Regions from separate parts of the Capsicum annuum genome. Here region 2 is linked to region 1. Evidence: chromatin contacts called from public Hi-C data. All regions are on one chromosome and are shown on one strand. The core of a region is the stretch at or near the end of the contact, and the rest is flanking DNA. Distances in the headings are between cores, read along the strand shown. Region 1 has its middle 49 kb from the start of LOC107841346. Region 2 has its middle 8.5 kb from the start of LOC124888477.

What was found. Hi-C and Micro-C count contacts between places; a contact is called where the count stands out from the background.
Region 2: a contact with region 1 is called in a Hi-C map of leaf, with 1.7 times the contacts expected there. The contact joins two enhancer-like sites. A contact is called at or near these places in 2 of 5 Hi-C or Micro-C datasets (leaf and placenta).

The regions. Positions count from the first base shown.
Region 1 is chr1:171,349,342-171,352,041 of UCD10Xv1.1, reverse strand. No RefSeq gene overlaps it. Among protein-coding and RNA genes, the nearest start is that of LOC107841346, 49 kb to the right of the region's middle. Within about 2 kb of position 1,396, at least 3 of the 5 cell types and tissues checked have an H3K27ac peak or open chromatin away from gene starts, as enhancers often do.
Region 2 is chr1:171,445,333-171,448,032 of UCD10Xv1.1, reverse strand. No RefSeq gene overlaps it. Among protein-coding and RNA genes, the nearest start is that of LOC124888477, 8.5 kb to the left of the region's middle. Within about 2 kb of position 1,377, at least 1 of the 5 cell types and tissues checked has an H3K27ac peak or open chromatin away from gene starts, as enhancers often do.

The DNA.
Region 1 (2,700 bases), core at 147-2,646:
TTTATCCTTTATATTTTCTTCTAATTTCAACAATACCTCAAATTTGCAGCCCTTAAATATATAAAGGAAAACAAAAAAAAAAAAAGATAAAGAAAAAAATTAACCCCAAAATAAAAAAGCAAAACAATGAGTTGTCTAAATAAAAACGGCTAACTACAGAGTCTAAATAAACTCATTTTTTTGCTCTTTTATTTTGGGGTTAATTTTTTTTTGTTTTTTTTCTTTATTTTTTTTTTGTTTTTCTTTATATATTTAAGGGCTACAAATTTGGGGTATTATTGGAATTAGAAGAAAATAAAAGGGATAAAAATGTAAATGTCTTGATCAAACTAAAAAGAATTTTAATATAAAATATAAAAAGTTGGGGTACCCGATGTCTCTTTTTTTCTTTTTTTTAATCAAATTTGATTTTTTTAAGTACTTTTTTATTTTACTGCACATCTACAAAAAAGTTACAAAAGAAATTAAAAATTGATTTGACCAGATTCTAATCTTATCCAAACGGGGTTTATAAGATATTTTAATAAAAAAAAAATATATGATGATTCTTTAATTTCTAGATATTAAAGATGCCTTTAATAATAGTAAACCATACTAAATAATATCATATAGACTTAAGAAAGATAAATTTATTACTTATGAGATTTAATTTCAAGTTTTCAATATCCAAATTTTTTTACACTAAAAAAAAATTAAATAATTAAAAAATATAAATTATTACCATGATTGAGTGACCAAAAAAGTAATCTGTTACAAATATCAACAAATAAAAATTAGGAGAAAATAAAAACGAAGCAAAAGAGTAAAAACTTGAATTTATTTATTATGGTAATACGAGAAAAAAAATTGAAGAAAAGAACAAAGAAAGAAAAACAAAAAAATAATAAATAAAAATTAACCCCATAAAGAAAAAGAAAAAAAGTGATTTGTTGAAAAAATAAAAAAGTTAAATAAATGAGAACACAACAAAATAAAAAATGAGAATTCTTTTAAGTAGTGAGACCCAAAAAGATTTATGTCAAAATATTAGGTGCCTCATGCAAGATGACTTGGTGCATGAGGTCCATACTAAAATTTTCCATCCGTTGGTGTTTGTTTTTTTCACATTCATAATTTTTTTTTATTAAATTAGTTAACAAATACATATATAACATCATCAAATTTTCAAATAAATATTACCGCTATAGTGGAGCTGGAATGTACTTCCTTTGTTAACCTTTTAAATTTTATTTGTCCTTTCCGAAAAATGACTTGCTTTTACACATGCTAATAAATGTGCTTTATTTGAGTACCCATTATTTTGATTAGACGTTATTTCCACCATGAAGATATAACTATGGCAATGACTGACACCTTAAAGAGCGAGTGTGTATCCCGCTCTAAATAATGGGGAAGTGATGGACAGTCCTTTACGCACTATGTTTAGTGAATTTAGGTAAATCAATAATTTCCCTATTGGATAACGACTCCAATTATACTTTCTACGTTTTTTTCTTCAACTTTTTGATTAAAGACTTGACATGAAACTTCGGTACATGTCTTGTTCAACAGCTTCTCTTTTGGCCAAACGTAGACCCCATTTTGTATCTAACACTGAGGTACCAAGAAAGGGTTGAATCAAACTCATACGTGAATATATTCTTGAAAAAATAATACTAATACGTACTACTTAACTTATTATATTTATATAAATTTTTATTCTTACATAGTAATTATAAAAATTTCAATGAATTATGTATCTTTACTGGATGTATCGGGAGCTAACTATATATCTCAACAAACTCAAAATAGGAAAAAATGTATCGGGGGCTAATTATAAATCTTTACAAAGAAAAAAATGTATCTTCATTGGATGTATTACATACCTTAACAGACCCAAAATCAAAAAAATACATCAGGAGCTAATTATTTATCTTTGCAAAGAAAAAATTGTATCTTTATTGAATATATCGAGAGCTAATCATGTATCCCGACAGAACAAAACTGAAATTTTCAGTAATTATACAAAATCACAAAAAAATTTATAATTTAATTCTAAACTATCAAAAAATATGTTGTTTGCTCTTATAGTTTAAGGCTTGCAATGTCAAACTAGTGGGTTTGTAAAAAGATCGGGTATGTAGAATTTGGGGCGGGTCATTTGACTGATTCAGTACACTCCTGAATAATTTATATCTATAATATTATATATATATATATATATATATATATATATATATATATATATTATAATATATTAAAAGTGTGAAGACCCAACCAAGCAAATCGAATCTCCTTGACCCGGGCACAGCGAGCAGTTTCCGTGATGGAAAAAACAACATCACTGACTCCAGAGAAGTAAGCGAAGGGCCGTCAGCAAGCAGCACCGGCATCGACAGCGGTTGTATGATTCTATCCGTTCAAGTCTTGGTATACCGGTGGGTCGTCCTATGAGTAATTCTCGCAAACAAAGAAGAAAACAGATGGAATTCAAGGATAAATTCAATAAGACAGAGCTTCCTCTGAAATAAACCTACTTATTTGATTGATGTTCAGTTTCCCCCACTCCTTTAGACAAAACTATCTTTTCACTATTTTCTTCAATTTATTATTTAATTATTTTTATTATATTAACCAAACTCCTAGAATATATGGGACTCCTAAAATATATGGAAGGAAAATCAATTAATATTTTTCTTTTTAATGATCACTTAGAAAAAT
Region 2 (2,700 bases), core at 128-2,627, 96 kb before region 1:
TAAATCATACTATACCATAAATTTAAGAAATAATTAAAACAAACATGGTTCACATACTAACCATACCATACCATCCACGACAAACCATCGTCCAAATAGAGTGTTATGAGTCATTTGGTGTGAGTTATAAGATATAATAATTTTGAGATAAATTGCAGGAATATTTTATCCTGCGTTTTACTTATCGTTTTAGTTAGTCTCAAAATTATTTATCTAATTATTTATACTATTGTGATCGAATAAGTTATCTCACATATATGGTAGGATAACTTATTCGGGGATATTTAATCTCAAAATAATTGATTCTAGGATAATTTATTCCCAAAGACCACTTAAGGAGATGATTCATATCCCCACAAATATCTAATGCTTGTTTTGGAAATAAATTTAAAAAATCTTTCTTTTCTTTTTTAGACTTCTTACTTTGTCAAATAATGTCACATACATTAAAAAAGGACTAATAAATATGACTTAATTCAAGCTTCCAAGCACAAAATTTAGCTCTAATTCTCAAAATCAAGGATCGATATGTTACATTATTCTATAATTTGACATTTGAGAGGGTAATTTTTCGCTTATCTAATCATTAATAACTTAATTTTTTTTAAAAAAGATAAGAATAGTAGATAAAAGAAAATTCTTGTAACAAGTAGTATTACAATAAAAAAACATAATCATCTCTGCCAGAGGGTCACCCGGACCAGAAATAAACTACAACATCATTGTTATATGAGACTAAAACATGAACTAATTGTAGGAAAAATTAACCATAATAATACAATTTTGTTTTATGTAAGAGAATTCACAGGCTACACGTGAAAACATTTGGCTGCTTATGTGGTTGGGTGGCACACAAATACAGACACCCACGTTGATTTTGTGTGTTGCCGTTACAATTCAATGTCCTCTTCGATCTCCAAAATCTCACTGTTTTAATAGGACAAATTACTTACTATTCATCCGATTATTATTATGATCATATATTCCTCTTTCACACTACTCTCTACACTACAAATTCCTACTCAACTTGTTAAAATGATTCTCTTTAAAAATATTAAACTTGTTTTATGTTCCTTTCAAACGTGAAGAGTTTAATATCGATCCTTTAAAAAATATTACACGATCTCTCTAATATGATTTAGATAACACTCATCTATTCAACTGATTTTTGAACTTGAATTAAGTCTAAAGTTCATTCTCTTAATATAATATCAGGGTAGAATTCATTTCAATTAGGTATTATTTTTTTAATGTTGAGCCTACATATTCAATTCTTGATGCTCCAAATATCTGATTCTAGAGGTGACATAAGGAAGGGTGGTGGGGGGAGGTGGGTAAAGAGTGTCACATCAGTTGTTACGGGACGAGTAGCCTCTTTAATATAATTTGAAAAGTCAAACCTCTTGAGCTAATTTATAGAGTTGACATAGGTTCAAATTTCATTCCTTTAACATGATATCAAAACACGATTCATTTTAATCCATATCTGAAATGTTGAGTCCCCACATAAAGTTGCACACGCACTAAATATCCAAATTTGAGTGTGGGGAGAGTGTGAAGAGTCTACATCAACGAGTAATCTCTTTAATATAATTTGAATAACCTCTCTTTTAACTAACTTTTGAGGTTGAGTTAAAGCTCAAGGTCACGTGGCACTAAATATCCAAATATCATTTTTTTCGCCTTTTTTTGAGTTTTTTTTTCTATTTTTGTTATTTTTACTCTATTTTTTTAATATTGTAATAATAAATGACTCTATAATTAATACTCCATATACTAATTAAATAGTTTTATTATTTCAACGACTCAAATTTCATATTTATGGAGAAAAAAAAAATTAAAATAGTCTTTATAAATATATATATATATATATATATATATATATATATATATATATAAATACAATTTTGTAAACAAAGTACATACTCTATGGACCAATAATACATACTATGTATTATTAGGTATTAAATTAGGACATAATAATTGTCTAGACATTATTATGAATAGTAATGGTATTAAATTAGGTATTATTATTAGTAAATAATAATGTCTAATAATACCTAATAATTATTAAATACATTATTATGTCTAGACATATAGTTACATTAGGTATTATTATTAATAAATAATAAATTGGATAAATAATAATTCTATTGTCTGAGATTATTATTGAGATGTATAATAATTATTATAATATTAATAATATTATATTATACATATAATATAATAGAATCTTGGAATCAGAGCTTTTATTATAATCTTAGGGCTTTGATACCAATAATAATAGACAGATAATAATAATATAATATAATATATATTAATAGACAAACAGATAATAATAATAATAATAATAATAATAATAATAATAGATATATAATAATAGTAAAGCGTATATAAATTATATAAGTGAACCAAAATAAATAAGTAATTAAAGCAGGTAAGTAGATATGAGAAAATAAAGCAGAGTTAATGCGGATGTGGTTTTTATATGGTGTAAAATCCTACTTAGTACTCCTTCCTTGGTTGTCCTTAATCCAGTGTAAGTGTCCAAGTCATAAAGATCAAAGTATATTTTCTCCCAAAAATAAAATATTTTTGTATTTTTTTAATTTTATACTCTGTTCGTTTCTTTCTCTTCAGTTTTAGGTATTTTAGCAATATCTTCTTTAATCACACCCCGGGAGAATAACAACAGTCCCT